2 separate regions of the Mus musculus genome follow, and region 1 is linked to region 2. A link is a contact called in public HiChIP or PLAC-seq data. All regions are on one chromosome and are shown on one strand. The core of a region is the stretch at or near the end of the contact, and the rest is flanking DNA. Distances in the headings are between cores, read along the strand shown.

Evidence for each region. HiChIP or PLAC-seq counts read pairs in DNA pulled down with a chosen protein or histone mark.
Region 1: a contact with region 2 is called in an H3K27ac HiChIP or PLAC-seq map of heart atrium, with 13 read pairs. The contact joins the promoter of Arhgap29 here to the enhancer-like site in region 2. A contact is called at or near these places in 9 of 39 promoter capture datasets (the 3T3-L1 cell line, 3T3-L1-derived adipocytes, the HPC-7 cell line and 4 more), 2 of 15 datasets of contacts at CTCF or cohesin (the NIH/3T3 cell line and liver), 25 of 484 Hi-C or Micro-C datasets (the CH12 cell line, the Patski cell line, brown adipocytes and 15 more), 12 of 115 datasets of contacts at active chromatin or transcription factors (cardiomyocytes, craniofacial prominence, embryonic fibroblasts and 7 more) and 4 of 9 other capture datasets (adipose tissue, embryonic stem cells, liver and 1 more).

Annotation. Positions count from the first base shown.
Region 1 is chr3:121,966,511-121,970,532 of GRCm38.p6, forward strand. It overlaps Arhgap29 (Rho GTPase activating protein 29), which reads left to right and starts at 1,296. Exons shown (of 23, transcript NM_001356524.1): 1 at 1,296-1,447.
Region 2 is chr3:121,912,322-121,916,012 of GRCm38.p6, forward strand. All of the region lies in intron 1 of Gm34119 (a long non-coding RNA gene), which reads left to right. Among named protein-coding and RNA genes, the nearest start is that of Gm34119, 11 kb to the left of the region's middle. Within about 2 kb of position 2,265, at least 40 of the 459 cell types and tissues checked have an H3K27ac peak or open chromatin away from gene starts, as enhancers often do. A contact at or near this core is called in 3T3-L1-derived adipocytes, adipose tissue, brown adipocytes and 4 more, where this site is marked.

The DNA.
Region 1 (4,022 bases), core at 46-2,545, 53 kb after region 2:
GGAATCTTGATCCATCTGCCTCTATCTCCTAAATTGTAGGACTACAGAAATGTGCCACCAACTTCAACTCAGTTTTCTTTATTAAATGGAATGGCAGATGTATAAAAAGAGAATTGACATATTTTTAAATAACTTAATGGGGGTGTGAGCAGCTAAGAACCACTTGAAGCAGCCACTTCTTACCATTTCCCCCCAAATGTGTGTTTCTAACTGTAGTCGTACTCTCACCCCCTTTATTCTTGAGGATGCCTTTCCTCTTAGTAGCTTGCTTTAAAAGTTCAAACATCAGTTTCCATGCTAAAAGTCTTTGCTACTTTTTTTCCCCGAATGCAATTAAAAGTAGTCTGGTTTTGAGAGGTTCCTGAATATTTGGAGCGCAAATTTGGTATTTTGTGTTTGAGGGCAGAAGGGATATATTTGTATGAATCTTAAAAATCCACTGTAGAGCTAAAGTAACCAAGCAATTCCATATTTATCCTTTCAAGTTACACTAAGGGGGCTGTTTTTCTGGTAATAATTGGAAAATTTAAGTGTCTGTTTTTCAGAAATTTCTCCTGATTCAATGCCTCACTTGTTGGGCCTACAGTATTTCTGTCTTATTTTCTGGTCTCCTTGGGTCCTACTCTCTTCTTTCTTTGCTTGTTTCTCTCTTGGGGTTTGCTGCCCGTTCTTTCACCTCCCCTCACACTGCCCTGGATCCTTTTCCTCCCACAGGTGGCCATTTTTCTGTCTCTATACTGTTCCCACAGGCACCCTCCCCATGTTTTTCTCTAGCTTAGCTTTCTGTGTTGAATTCAAGAGTCCTTGTATTTCGAGGGACCTGCTGCTTTTTAAACCATTCCTTCATATATCCTGAGGTGAGTTTGAAAAGGCAGTTGACCAAACACGGGCCTTGGTGGAAAATTCTGCCCTTTATAAGGGGCTGAATGGTTGTCTGGTTTCGATGTAGTTAATTCTTTTGGAATTAGGGCTAGGTAGGCCTTGTTGCATGTTACCTGAGTGGAGCCTTCGTCTTCAGCTCGTATCATTTCGGGATTTGGTGACAGAAGATGAAAGTGGTCCAGGAAATACACCACCCAAGAATGCCTATTAGCAAATCCAGTTCTAAGGTGACTTTTCCTAAGCAATGTCTTCTGTGAGGAGACCCTGTCAGACCAGAAGCTGCTGACAGACTACCACACCCCGGGCTCCTCTACCTTCTCTGCGCTCTGTCCCCGCCCCTGCGAGTTTGAGCCAATGGGCTGAGCCCCAGGGGGTGGGCTGGGGCGGGGCAGAGGTGGGGCCAGGGCGGAGCACCTCTGCCCCAGCTGCCTCACAGCAGTGCTGGCTCGGCCCGGCATGGAGGATGGAGGCAGCAAGTTTGAGCCCTAGGCGGCACGAGCCGCCGCCGCCAGGCTGTGGGCGTTCATCTGAAGTCGGCACGGGGGATACAGGATGGAGCCCCACGGTGAGTGAGGGGCGGTGGTGCTCGTTTCCACCGAGGCTGCTGAGTTGGGGTTCCCCTGAGTTGCTATCGAGTCTGGGTCCGAATGTGCGGCTAGTTCTCGGTGCTCTTAGTCCTCGCTAAGCTTAGGAACTGGACTGTGAGTTAAGGACCTGCAGGGGTGAGCAGATGGTATTCTAAGTAAAGCTGCCAGTTAGCTCGTATTTACCTACCGAGTACTGAAACTTCCCAATTTGTAACTCCTTTAATTCTCAGGACAGCTCCATGACCCTTGAACTCATTTCTCAAACAGGGAAGCTGAGGTGAAAAATCTGCCCAAAGTAGTAATTGACAGTATCAAGGCTTAATCCTATGCGCCCTTGCCCCAGAATCCGTGCTTTTTGCTCTGGAGCAGTGTGCTCCCGCCAACCCCGCCAGCAATTCTCGCTCCAGATGGGGTGCTCAGTCCCAAAGTATTTTAGGAGTCCCATCGTGCATATTGTTGTCTTCTATGTTTTGTGTTTAGAGAATATTTTTGTTTGAGCACACTCTCAGTGTCTTGGTGTGTTCTCATTTTGTTTTGAATATGTTTGGAGGTTTGATGGTTTTAATTTTAAAACATTTATGGATGCATGTGCTCAAGACCTGGAATTTTGAAGGTAGAATTCTAGTGGCCGATGACAGTCTCTCCTTATCGGTTTTTCACCTTTGAGAGATAACACACCAAACAAATTTTTGGAGACAGGATTGTTACCTGTTAAGGCCTCTGTGACTATCTCTTGTTAGTTGAGTCTTTTGTCTGACACTATCGATGTTGGCTGGCCTTTTTCGTTTCTCTCCTTTCCTCTGTATGCATGAAGTCAGGCATAGGGAACGTGCGCTTTGGCATTGGGTGGTTTTGGCTGATCAGAGGCGAGCCCTCCTTGCCAGGAATGCTAGACATTCTGGAGGCGTGGGGGGCAGGGCAGCTTTTTCTCCCTCTTTTTCCTTTTCCTTTTTCTTTCTTTTTTAGTTATCCTGCTGGGTTCAGACTGCACAGGAATGAAATGTGTGTTGTATATCTTACTTTAGACGTTGTTAAGGATAAAGCTGTTCCCGACATGCTCCCGTTCTGTTTTTGTAGAGTGTTTTTTAAAAGTGTAGTTAAAGACCTTTACACTTGATTCCTGTGTGAGCTTTTTTTCCCAGTGTCTTTTAATAGATTCTCACAAACTCAGAAATTATGCTGAAATAACAGATTTCTGAAATCATGCAATTTTGAACTATAAGAAAGAACTAAAGTGCAGATATTTTGGGAAGTTTTACATCCCAGTTAGCTCTCTGCTTCTGTCATATACATTATGGACTGTGTGAGGGGACATTTGATTGACACAAACTGCTGAAGTCTTGGAAAAGTCCCCATCTGAGAGTTTAGGAAATCTATATGAATGTTTTGGGTTTTTTCTCTCCTGCTGGTCGGTTGGCCCGAGGGCCTCTTGCCGGCCTTTTAGCACTTTCCCACTGAGCTCTGAGTCCACATTTGTAAAGCACATATAATTTAGAGGTTAGAGTTGCTTTTGTATATTCATTTTCTACTTTCTATAAAATTCTTTAAGAAATAGATAATACAGTTCTTAATATTTATGGCTTGGAGTTGGAAGAGATGAGAATTAGTTTCCCAAATATTTCACTCAGCAGCCTGTTTGCACAGTTCAAACTTCACTTGGAAGCATATTCGGGTTTCCATGAAATTAGTTAAGCTTCTGGAACTGGTTCCAGCCCTATATTTCTTGTTTACAATCTGCAGACTTATGAAGCCACAGCTTGTTTATTATTTAAATCTGCTTAAAAACAATTTCCCACAATCAAGTGCCTTAGTAATAATAGCTCACAATGACTGAGTCTTCATGCCAGGCACTGTGCTAAGTACTTTCCATGCATCACTATCTAATTTAATTAAATTACCAGTTTCAATCTGTTATTAACTATACTTTATATTACCACTAAGCAGAGAATACTTATTTTGGCGCATGGGAAAGTCATATACAGGACCTTGCAAAGTGCATGTTGTCCAGACTTTCTCATTGTCATAGTTCAATTAGAAAAGTGTGATTTTAATTTTAAACACCTTTCAATTGTAGTGTTGCTCCTTTAAAAGTTTTAAATGAGAAAAATTGTAAAGATGTTCTAAAAATTAATGCATTTATCATAGTGCAGCTTTCCCCTCTGTGTTCATTGGTATGCTAACAGGTTTTCTAAGTCTTGTCTAAAAATTAGAAGTATTTTTGAAGCAGGGTTTACAACTTTGAATTGCTAATTTGACACGAATTATTCAGTTCTTTTTACTCATGAATTGACTTTAAACTTGTTAATCTTTTAATTTTTGAAATCATCTTTATCAGTGACTCTGACTAAGTGTCTAGTTTACTAAATTTAAAGGTACCATTAACAACAGAAAGACTTTATTATGTATACTGCAAAGGTGATAGAGTTTGATAGGCTAATTAGTAGCCTTCTCAGTGATATGTAAAAGATCTGCCCAAACAAGGTACTTGAGTATTTTATTTACTTTTCTTAGTTGAAGGGGTACTTTACTATTAATGACCAAAAATTGTCCTGT
Region 2 (3,691 bases), core at 1,015-3,514:
GTGTGGACCACTCATCATAATCGTATTTCCTGCATCAGCATCATTAAAGGGTTTTTAGCAAGTTGCTACTCAATGCAACACTAAACTGGTCTTAAGGGGATTCTAAAGAACTAATCGCTGTCTCCAGAAGCTGGATGTGGAAGTTAAGACATGAATAGCAGGAATGATAACACTACTAAAGCAGTCGCAGTATGGATTGCATTCAAATGACAGACACTGTGGGAGTGAGGAGGAAGAGGAGAAGGGAGAAGAGGAGGAGGAGGAGAAGGAGGAGGAAGAGTTACTTTGTTTTCCTCCTACGTGCAAAATGGGTCGTAATGGATAGTGTTCACTCTAACCCATCTGAAAAATCAGCATATGTGATGAATGCAGAGAACACAGAAGAGGGGCTAGCCTGTGAGAGGCCCTAGGCTTGCTGCTTGGGAGCAAGGGAGTGGTGGTGGTGGTGATGGTGGTGATGGTGGTGGCGGCGGCGGCAGCGGCGACAGCAGCAGCCACCGCTGATAAGAGAATGGAGGGATGTCCTCAAAACTGGAATGAAGCTGAAATTGCAGTTGTTTCAGCCTGCAAATAAGAAATGTAACCCCAAGCAGCATCTAAGCGCTACCACAGAGATATGTAGCACTCTTACATTGTTGAACAGAAGTTTAATGTAATCAAAGCAATATTTGAAACTACTAGGCAGCAAGTGATCACCTTCAAGCCCCATTTCAGCTGCTGTAAGCGCACAGCTGCGGGTGTTCCACCCTTGGGGCTGTTCGGGGAGGAGTGATCTTTGTGTTATGAGCATTCATTACGTGTTCACAGTATGCTGTGTACCAGGCTATCTGCAGCATTTTTAAAAAATCATAATAAAATACAAGTTTTTGCTAACTTGCCATTTAAAATAATTGGCTTTTAAGAGTGTAGCTCACGGGTATCAGCTACATTCACATTGTTATGCAGGTGTCATCTCCACATATTACGTTTCCTGTTGTAAACTGGACCCCTGTGAACTGAACCTCTGCCCCTTAAACAGTGACCCCCCCCCATTTCCTTTACCCTTTGACCTTTAGCAAGTGTTGGGTTTTCTATCTGTTGAATTTGGCCACTTGATAGAAGGACAGCCATACAGTCTGTGTCTTCTATGACTGCTTTATCTCATTTAGGATGCCTTCAATAGTCATGTGTGTTTTAGCCTGTCTTGGAATTGTTTTCCCCACTTAAACCTGGATAATATTCTATCAAATATTTCATTAAAATTTTTTGCTAAAGAAGATAACTTGTCCAAATCACAGAGCCAGCTAAAGAAAGAGCACAAAGATCTGCTGCAAGCTGCTTCCCGCCTGTCCACGCCCCCTGTGTAGCCGGCTCCATGTAGGTCTAGGGCCGGTCACCACATCTGGCACAAGGAGGCCATTGGAGGAGGATTTTCTATTGTTTATCTAACACCATTTCTCCAGCTTTTCTTCTTCTTTTAAGTATTGGTTTATGAATATGATAGGCCCACGCTATGTACATGTGTACATGTGTGTGTTTTGTGGAATTCATAGATGCTAAAAGTTGAAGGTTTGGCTGATGGCGCACACTTGCAGTTTTAACACTGGAAGACTGAGACAGAAGCGTCCTAAGTTCAAGGTCAACCCCGAGCTCTGTAGCTGGACCCATTTCTAAATAAAGAAATGGTTAAATAGGTTTAACTAAACTAAAAAGGATCTGGAGAGATCTGGGCCAAGGAAGACACTCTTCAGCCGCGCCTTAGCAGGAAGGCAGACACACAGGTAGATCCATCTCAGTGAACAGGAGGGGACCGGCTAGACACAAGCTAATGTGAACCTTTAGGAAGATTTCTTGTGGCTGAACGTATGGCTAGTCCATTAGGGATAATCATTCTTAGAGAGGACACAGGTTTGATTCCCGGCATCCAAATGGTGGCTCACAACCATCTGTAACTCCAGCTCCAGGGAATCTCATACCCTCTTCTGGCTTCTGTGGGCATCAGACATGTGCACAGCATGCAGGGAAAAACATCCATACACATTCAAATAAATTAATAAATATTTTAGAAAAACATTTTTAAAGAAAACAATTTCTTTTTTTAGGCCCTTACCCTAGTGAACTTTTTTGTTGTCTCTGTTTTTCGATGAGCTAAACCCACTCCTTCTAAGCGAAGACAAAAGTCCTTTGCCCATATAAAACTAGGCCGCATGGCAGCCTAACACCAAACACAGTGTGGCTGCCCAGTCTCTCCAGATAAACACAGGGAAAGGTCATCCAAACACAGGAAGACAGAGTCCCCTTCCCTTTTCCTTTGCCCCCTCCTCCTCCTTCCCTGGCTCTCTTATCCCTGGAGGGTGGACCCAGCCTTTCCCAACGTTTATTCTGAGAGCTCCAGTTCGCACAGTGGGACGTGCTCCAGACATGGGAATACAGCAGCGGGGCCAACCGGGAAAACCAAAAATATAAACGGAGAGATTTGCTAGATTTCTGTTCTCCCTTCCCAAATTGTGCCAGGAATGTGTGCTAGAGCTGCTTCTACTGTTCTTGGTGGAACTCGGCCCTTCCTGGGAGGAGGGCTTCTGGAGTTTATAGGACTTGCCGGTTTGCACAAAAGAAAGTTAGCCTGGCTTAGGATCTCCGGGCCTTGTGCTTGATCCAGCACAAGAATGCAATAAATGTTGAGAAACAATAGCTAAAGAGCCTTGCATCTCCAACACTGGCAATGAGTTTAACAAGTCCCCATCCCCCGTCCTCCCCCAATTACAGAGGAAATTAGAAAGCTAGATGTCCTTTAAACTTAACTGTTGCAATTTTGTATAACCGGGAATTCTGAAGTTCATAAATGAAGGGCATTTTACCTTCTCCTGACATATTGTGATCCAAACAGTGGCAAGGAAATAAACGTACCCTCCTCACCTCGCTGGGGAGGGAGGGGGAAAACGATGAATGCTTTGGGATTATGAGCTTCAGTGATTATAAATCAGCATCTGTGGTGAAATGTTCAGAGCTAATTTCAAAACAGACCCAGGGTTTGAAAGCAAAGCATAATGGTGACCTTTCTCATTTAGCTGTTGCTCAAACAAAGATATGTTCCAGCAATATCCGATGCTTCCTTCCTGCTGGGCCTCCACCCAATGCCATTTAAAACAGTGTGTCACATCCAAATGGGAGCAGAGGATGTGGCGTGGCTGAGTTTCAGAAGCCCTGTGTTTGTGCTTTATTATTATTTTCGAAGGTTTTTTTTTTAATGCTGTATTTGTTTTGTTTCCATCAACTTAGTGTTATGAGTTGGGTTTCATGAGATTAAATATGGGTGCCAATTCTACTTTTCTGTTTCCTTAGATTTTTATTCTTGTCACAAATGGCAATGTATTTGTTTTTCTTGTTTTTTTGTTTTGTTTTGTTTTTGCTGCTGTTGTTTGGTTTTGGTTTTCTAAGAGAGGTTCTCTCTGGTAGACCAGGCTCCTCTAGAACGCACTATAGTCCAGGATAGCCTCAAACTTGTTTATGGTCTTTTGACTTCTGCCTTCCAAATGCAGGCAGGGATGACAGATAGGAATTGCCACACCAAGTTCACTTCACGGGTTCTGAATCATAAGGATAGATTTTTGTTTGTTTGTTTGTTGTTTGTTTGTTTGTTTTGGTTTTTGAGACAGGGTTTCTCTGTGTAGCCCTAGCTATCCTGGAACTCACTCTGTAGACCAGGCTGGCC